Regions from separate parts of the Mus musculus genome. Here region 1 is linked to region 2. The links are chromatin contacts, called in public Hi-C maps. All regions are on one chromosome and are shown on one strand. The core of a region is the stretch at or near the end of the contact, and the rest is flanking DNA. Distances in the headings are between cores, read along the strand shown.

Evidence for each region. A called contact is a pair of places that touch in the nucleus more often than the background predicts.
Region 1: a Hi-C map of the N1E-115 cell line shows a contact between it and region 2, with 5 times the contacts expected there. The contact joins the enhancer-like site here to the promoter of Fam43a in region 2. A contact is called at or near these places in 14 of 39 promoter capture datasets (the 3T3-L1 cell line, 3T3-L1-derived adipocytes, the C10 cell line and 7 more), 2 of 484 Hi-C or Micro-C datasets (the N1E-115 cell line and bone marrow-derived macrophages), 16 of 115 datasets of contacts at active chromatin or transcription factors (astrocytes, bone marrow-derived macrophages, embryonic basal ganglia and 9 more) and 4 of 9 other capture datasets (adipose tissue, embryonic stem cells, liver and 1 more).

What each region holds. Positions count from the first base shown.
Region 1 is chr16:30,898,503-30,902,537 of GRCm38.p6, forward strand. No RefSeq gene overlaps it. Among named protein-coding and RNA genes, the nearest start is that of Gm25375, 11 kb to the left of the region's middle. Within about 2 kb of position 2,114, at least 3 of the 459 cell types and tissues checked have an H3K27ac peak or open chromatin away from gene starts, as enhancers often do. A contact at or near this core is called in the N1E-115 cell line, where this site is marked.
Region 2 is chr16:30,597,227-30,601,550 of GRCm38.p6, forward strand. It overlaps Fam43a (family with sequence similarity 43, member A), which reads left to right and starts at 2,497. Exons shown (of 1, transcript NM_177632.3): 1 at 2,497-4,324. The coding sequence starts at 3,374.

The sequences.
Region 1 (4,035 bases), core at 864-3,363, 300 kb after region 2:
ACAAAAGGTTCACAAAAGTCTTTAACTACAGCTCCAAGGGATCCAACATGTCCTTCTGGCCTTCTTAGGCAAACACATACTCATTAGTAAAAGAAATCTTTCGTTAAAAGAATAAGTCAACTAATGTGGGGTTGAATGAATGAATGAATGAATGAATGCAGAAATAAGAATCTAGGAAGCACTGAGGTCAGGGTGAGAGGGGAATGTCCCAAGTCTTGTCTGGGTGGTAGAGCCCTGGTATACATTACTGTATAACAGACATATGAAAGATTTTCACATGTTACCACCTGTGATGGTTTGTATATGCTTGGCCCAGAAGTGAAATTATTAGGAGATGTGGCCTTGTTGGAGTAGGTGTGTCATTGTGGGCATGGACTTTGAGACCCTCCTCCTAGCCATGTGGGAGACAAACTTCTCCTATAGTAAGTAGCCTTCAGGTGAAGATGTAGAACTCTCAGCTTCTTCTGCATCATGCCTGCCTGTACATTGGCATGCCCCCATTTTAATGATGATGGCTGAACCTCTGAACCTGTAACCCAGGCCCAGTTAAATGTTGTCCTTGTAAGAGTTGCCTTGGTCATGGTATCTCTTCACAGCAGTAAAACCCTACCCATGACACCACTCATCCATATATTCAGTGGGTATGTAAAATCCATGGCTTTCCAAGCCCTATCATTCCCTGAGACAATTCACTTCAACAATAGAAGAGCTTTTGCAGATGCTCGAGTTTCGATCTATTTTGGTCCCACAAAGAGTTGGACAGAGATGGCCTAGAATAGAATAGATGGCAGGGAGGATATCTAGGATGTTGGAGGCAGATGATGGTGACCTAGGAGACGGTCAAGGACTGGAATAGAGAAACAAGGTTCCAGAAGGATCCGCTACAGGTAGCCCAGTCATGCTACATCTCTAGCCTCACAGTTTCCAGTACCAGCCTCTCTAGATGGATGCCCTCCTGTTCACTCAGACACAGCAGGGAAGTTGCTCTGGGCCATGTGTACCCAGCACATCCTCTAAAGAACTAAAGAAGTGGCCAAAGTTAGTTGGTACTCCAAGGTCCTCTTTCCCTGGCTGCTGATAATTCCGGAAGCTGGGGTCTAGCTTTCAGAGGCCTGTGCCCCTCTGTCAGTATGAGAGAGTGACATGACAGTAAGCTAAAACAAACCCATCTTTTCTAAGTTGTTTTTGGTTGTGGTATTTTCTCAAAGCAACAGAAAAGCAACTAACACATTCAGCAAACATTTGCTGACCCTACCATGTGTAAAGGACACAGAGTGGACTGACTGGTTTTGTGTGTCAACTTGACACAAACTGAATTATCACAGAGAAAGGAGCCTCCCTTGAAGAAATGCCTCCATGAGATCCAGCTGTAAGGCATTTTCTCAACTAGTCATCAAGGGTGGGAGGGCTCATTGTGGGTGGTACCATTCCTGGGCTGGTAGTCTTGGGTTCTATAAGAAAGCAAGCTGAGCAAGCCAGGGGAAGCAAGCCAGTAACATCCCTCCATGGCCTCTGCATCAGCTCCTGTTTCCTGACTTGCTTGAGATCCAGTCCTGACCTCCGTTGGTGATGAACAGTAGTGTAGAAGTATAAGCTGAATAAATCCTTTCCTCCCCAACTTGCTTCTTGGTCATGATGTTTGTGCAGGAATAGAAACCCTGACTAAAATGTGGATGTAAAGGTAACATGGGCCAGTATTCTCTTTCAGAACCACCCGTAGTGAGCACAAGACAGAGGGACCAGAAGGCCACTCATCTGAGTTCTCAAATGCACATCTTGTCATTGATACAAGGGGTCACAGGGAGTGGACAGCTGCGGTGATGAAGAATGCAAAGAGGGGAAGACAGAACAAAGAAGTTGCTCAGGCTGCAGAGAGATCTGGGAACTGACCAGCCAGCCTCACTTGGCTCCAAGAGACTGATGGAGGACAGGCTGCCTAGCACAGTTGGATCACCCCATAGGTAGCATTGCCATGTTAGAGACCCTTCCCTCTGTTTCTGTGTCCAGCTTCTGAGGAAAATGTCAAGGGCTCTGCACTCCAGGCCAATCTCCTGTCTACTTGTACTACCTCAAAGAAGCAATGGAAGGAGAGAGTGCCTATCTGTCAGTGGGCACCCTGTTCATTGTGTGGCTAGGAAGCATGTGGCCATGCCAGTAAGCACCCATATTCCCAAACTCAGGGTCACAGTGGACTGTGGATCAAAGTGCCTATCTCCTTGCTCTGGTGCTCTCTTCAGCTTACAGACTCTGAGCCAGATTTGCTCAGCAACAGCCTTTCAGAGCCCCAGTGAAGGGACGACTCTACAGCTGACTGTGCCTAATGACAGATTCTAATAGGCCAGAAAGCAGTATTAAGCCCTATTAATCATTTCTGTGGGCTGGTTGATATGAAATGCTATCTTATCTCGGGGCTGCCGGCAAAGCCAAGATGTACCCTCTTTCCCTTCTCTGATTCCCAGACTCCTCATCTCCTGGCTGCAATGCTCAGTACAGCAGGTGAAACATCCCAGGCAGCTTTACAAAGCCAGATCTGAATCAGCCGCTATTCTACAACTACTGGCTGAAGTATTCATGGCAACTCCGATCATATTCAGAACCTTTAAGTGTAGTCTCTCAGATCAATCAAAATATGTGTGCTAGGAAATGATATGGTATTAAATTGGTCTGGTATCTTATATTCAATGGCTATGCAAGCTAAGAGATATACTTAAGAAACATCTATGGAAAACAGGATTTGTCTTACTAAACTGTTCCTTGCCCATGGCTCTCTGTATTTTAGTGGGAGGGAAGGCATAGTGAGAACCAGCTACATCTCCAAGAGGCCAGACCCTGCTTTCAGATAGGATCTCTGGCAGGAAATGAATGGGACACTTCATCAGTGTGCTTTTTTTTTCTCACAGCACTGCTTACAAGAAACAGAGCCAAGCTAACAGACTGTGTGATGGGTCCAATTATTGAACCCACCAGGCCTTGGTGCCAAGCCTTGTCTCCTGATGGTATCTTTCATCCAGAGCTCCTGAGATCACAGAGCAGTTTTATGTACTCTGATGCTTCACTCAAGACAGATTGTCCCAAACACAGCTGTAGCAGAGGTGTTTGCAGGGTTGACTGCAGGAACCTAAAGATGTCCCTCTGGCCAGCCCAGCCTGGGAGGCCATTTCCTGTCTCAGAAGTCAGGTGTGATGGTGCACACATACTTCCCAGCACCTGGGAGGCAGAGGCAGAGGCAGAGGCAGAGGCAGAGGCAGAGGCAGAGGCAGAGGCAGAGGCAGAGGCAGAGGCAGAGGCAGAGGCAGAGGCAGAGGCAGAGGCAGAGGCAGAGGCAGAGGCAGAGGCAGAGGCAGAGGCAGAGGCAGAGGCAGAGGCAGAGGCAGAGGCAGAGGCAGAGGCAGAGGCAGAGGCAGAGGCAGAGGCAGAGGCAGAGGCAGCTTTCTGAGCTAAGTTTGAGGCCTGGCTGGTCTGTATACTGAGTTTGAGCAGCTAAAACAGAGCTGTTGATGCATCTTGGAATGGACTGTCAATATCATACAACCCCCTCTCTCCCTTTCTGTCCCAAGAATGTTGTGGAGACTCTGGAGACCCATGTGGGGACACTCATGTTCTCACGGAGGGGGCTCACTCCCCGGGTAAGGGTGTTCTCACATTGGTCTCCACATTGTTAGGGTTCCAGCCCTCTCAGCCACATGGATCTCTCCTTTCTCCCACCTGCCACCTCCTCTAGGGCCCTCACTAAGCTCTTCCTTTTTCTAGTTCTCATTCCCCAAATACCATTAATTCTTCTCCATCCATTTAGCTGTAATTTGTCATCAGCTAGACCTGAAAACAGTGGCCTTTTCTTCTCTCACACTCAAATACCTCTCCTGTAATCCCAGATTGTCTTTCTTGCCATAAGACTTGCTCAGGATTGAGAACTTGATATAACCTCAGAAGACTCAAAGCCTCTGTCCAAAGTCAAAGTCACATCTGAGATTTGCCCATATCCCTCTGAAACTCATTCTTCTTTTTCTTTTCTTTTTTTTTTTTTTTTTTTTTTTT
Region 2 (4,324 bases), core at 1,247-3,746:
TAACCAGTTTCTCCAAGGACCCTGCTGAGCGGTTCTCTGTGAACCTGCTTGTCATCTGCTCCTCCCTCTCACCGAGGGTCTGCGACCTCAGAGTTCAGCGAGGCTGGCCAGGTTCTCCAGACGGCAAGGTAGGTAGACCCCCCAAAGGCTATCCAAGGTCCAGGTCTGCAGGAGATATAAAGGTTTCTTCCTTCCTGGGTCTTAGAGCACAAGCCCAGGACGTGACTCACACATGGGGTGTTCCCATTCACCTAGAACCTTTCTGCTCTTCCAAGATCGAAACAAGCTTATTAAACAGGTAGTTAGGCATGACACAGCCTGTACCTCTGAGACTGGTGCTCTGGCTGCCACCAGAGAGCTGTAGTGGATGCTTCCTTATCGCTGCTTCTCTCTGGTTTCTCTGTAACTGGGTGTAGCCCATAGTCATACCTTCATTGGAGATGAGACCAGCTTTGGTCCTCTTTTTGCTCCCCGAAGCCCTTCTGGCCCTCAGACATCCTGGACACTTGGCAATGTTAACTTCTTGGATATGGGCTCTAGTTTAGAATTTAGAGTTGGGGATTATAGAGGATCACTCAGCTGAAGGCTAAGTTGGCATGCTTTCCCCAGAATATTTTGTTCTTTCGAATTTGCAAGTTGTCATTATTGGCATTGAACAATAATTTCTATTGTGTGCACACACAAATACGCACAATATTGCAGTCCCTTTGGCAGAAAAGAAACATCAATGTTGGCATGATGGATTATTATAATTCTGGTTTGTTCCATCCTGGTGTCTGGTATTCCCCCCCCCCCCCCCGCCTTAGCCCACCCACACAGCTGGCAAGTTGGGCACTAGGACCCTCGTTAACGGCCAGTCAGGAAAAGGCCATTTCTTCCTACAGAGAGAGAGGGTTTTAAATCCATTATAGGACATTTCTTTGATGGGGAAACATTTCTTTATTGTTATCACTGACTCTGTCGAATCTCATACAAGTGTCTGCATTTTAATCTTGGCATTGCATCATCCTCTGCTCTCAGAGAGCCCTCCAATCCCCCTCCCACTTGGGGAAATCATCTTTCAAACATCGCTTGCTCCCTGGATCCTCTTTAATTTTCTTAGTCACTGGGAACTCTCTTTTCTCTTTTCCCAGATTCTCATAGGACTTTGGGCTTTTCTGGCTGAAGTTAACCCAGCAAAAAAAAAAAAAAAAAAAATATATATATATATATATATATATATATATATATATATATATGTTTGCTCGGATGTCTCATTCATCAAATAGAAGTCGTTTAGCTTTTACTGGTTGGCCCCTGGGTGTCCAGAAGGTTGTGGAGGGTTCAGAGGGGCAAGCCGGCGAGTGAGGGTATCTTGTCTAGAGCTAGACATGGTGGTGCATGCCACAATGTGGAGACGGAGACAAGAGGATCCAAATGTGCGTAGAGCCTGATCGAGGTAACCAGATCCTGTCTCAGGGGAGGGAAAATAAAGGGGAACAAACAAACCCCACGTTGTCCAGTTAGCTCGTGAAAAAAGAGTATGAAAAGTATCATCTGAGTTTTTACTAAGCATTGTCACCCAAATTGCATCAGTGATGGCTCTACAAACAGCAGCACAGCCTTACTTAGAAACTTCATATGTCTCGAAAAAGTGCCTTACTCTGAGGGTCTGTGGCAGTTTGGGTCGGGGGTGGAAACTGGAAGCAAGTAACTTAGGGACCATTCACTACTGTGTTCAATATTGTTCATGGCAGTCATCTTAACCACGAACTTTCCACTACCTGCTTGCTGCTCACCGGCGGATAAATGGCACCAGGAGAAGAGTAACAGGCAAAAAATTGATTCTCTTATAGTTTGCCCCCCCCTCCTGATTCCCCCCCCCCCCCCCCCCAGTTTCTCTGTGTAGCCCTGGCTCTCCTGGAACTCACTCTGTAGACCAGGCTGGTCTCGAACTCAGAAATCCGCCTGCCTCTGCCTCCCAAGTGCTGGGATTAAAGGTGTGCGCCACCACCGCCTGGCTCTTTATTTTCCTTAATAGATGATTATTAAAGAATAATAGTAAACAGAACCTGCAAATTCTCTTGAAGTTGTCACAGAAGGAACACAACAACAGTCACCACAACGACAAAATACTACGCAATTTTCCCCAGAGCCTACAAGCTCAACTTCCACCGCCTCCTCCAGAAGTTTCGATCTAGACGTAGACTTATTCAGCGAGTTGCAATTTAGCCTAGGGTGGAGTGTCAAAGTTTAAGTTCCTCTTGCTATCTATCGGGTAACTCCAGGTCTTTTGGTTTCTATAGCTAAAAGAGATGCTGGTAAATTTGGAACGTGGTTGCCTAAGTGGACTAGTCTTCCCTTCTCTCGACCAGTGCCTGCAACCTGGTCCCTTTAAGAGACCAGAACTGCGTCCGGCGTCGCAGCCCTAAAGGGATCCTCTCCTGTGCTCCTCCCCTGTCCGCGCGGTGAATGGTTCGTGCCGGCCTATATTAACCCGAGATCTTCCTCCCGGACGGCAATGATGTGAAGCGAGCAAGTCGGCTACCGCGCGCACGACCACAGAGGGCGCGCTGCAGATCGCCGAGAACCCCGAAGCGGAGCCGGACACCCCCGGAGGGAAGCAATGAGGTAGCGGCAGTCCCCGGAGCGGACGATGTGCGCGTCCTGCCCTCCGAACCCCGCGCTACCTTGGCCGAGACGGCCGAGCGCGAGTCTCCGGCGTCCCCTCGGAGCGAGGATGCAGTGAGCTGCGGGACCGCTGTGCTTGGCCCGCCGCGGCCAGCCAGACCTCTCGGACCACACTTGGGGCAAGCTGCTTATTCAGGGACCAGTCCAGCCAAGGGGCTCGCCCTCTTCTGCACCCACTGGGGGTGGGGAGCACCGGCCCCTGGGCGCACTGCTGTAGTTTCCGCGGCTCCTGGCCCTGGCCCAAGACTTGTGTGTGTGTCACGTTCGCTGAAGAAGAGTTCCAGCTTATTTCTCTCACCATCCCGGTTGCTTTGGCCGAGCCGCCCACCTTTATTTATTTGTACGCACTCATTTGGCCTTTTTCTAAAATATTTTCCGCTCCGCTCTCTTATTTTGTTGCTTGTTTGAGACTTTTGTCCTGGTCCTCCTCATCTAGGCTTCTCTCTCTCTCTCTCTCTCTCTCTCTCTCTCTCTCTCTCTTTCCTGAATATTTTTTTCTAATATCCTACCCCAGTCCCTGCGGGGTTCCCAAGCACTATCTGGCCTCTCCTGCCTCCATCTCCCTGCCCCGGAGGTCCTCCCAGCCTGAGTTTTATTTTTCGAGCTTGCCCGGGCCAAGCGTAGCCTGGGTTGGTGGCCCTGCGGGGCTCTCACCCCGCGCTCGGCCACCGCCGCCCCAGCCACTCCCGGGCGTCCTCCGGAGATGCTGCCGTGGAAGAAGCACAAGTTCGAGCTGCTGGCCGAGGCGCCGCCGCGGCAGGCGTCCAAGCCTAAGGGCTACGCTGTGAGCCTGCACTACTCCGCGCTCAGCTCCTTGGCGAGAGCCTGCCCGGAAGGCGCGCTCAGCCGGGTGGGCAGCATGTTCCGCTCCAAGCGCAAGAAGCTGCACATCACCAGCGAGGACCCCACTTACACTGTGCTCTACCTGGGGAATGCCACCACCATCCAGGCGCGCGGGGACGGTTGCACTGACCTAGCGGTGGGCAAGATCTGGAGCAAGAGTGAGGCCGGCCGTCAAGGGACTAAGATGAAGCTGACCGTGAGTGCGCAAGGCATCCGCATGGTGCATGCCGAGGAGCGAGCGCTGCGACGTCCCGGCCACCTCTACCTGCTGCACCGCGTCACCTACTGTGTGGCAGACGCGCGGCTACCCAAAGTCTTCGCCTGGGTATACCGGCATGAGCTGAAGCACAAGGCGGTAATGCTACGCTGCCACGCGGTGCTGGTGTCCAAGCCGGAGAAGGCTCAGGCCATGGCTCTGCTGCTTTACCAGACATCAGCCAACGCTCTGGCAGAGTTTAAACGTCTCAAGCGGCGGGATGATGCGCGTCACCAGCAGCAGGAGTTGGTGGGCGCACACACCATCCCACTAGTGCCGCTGCGCAAGCTGCTCTTGCACGGACCTTGCTGCTACAAGCCGCCAGTGGAGCGCAGCCGCAGCGCTCCCAAGCTGGGCTCCATCACCGAGGACCTGCTTGGGGAACAGCAAGAGGAGGAGCTGCAGGAGGAAGAAGAGGAGCATCTGGAGGACTGCCTGGAGGAGGAGGAAGAAGAGGACGGTGTGGGGGATGGGGATCCAGCAGAGGAAGAGGCTGAGGCGCAGAGGGCGCTGGTGGTGGCCATGCAGTTGGAATGTGAGGACTTGCTGGACCCG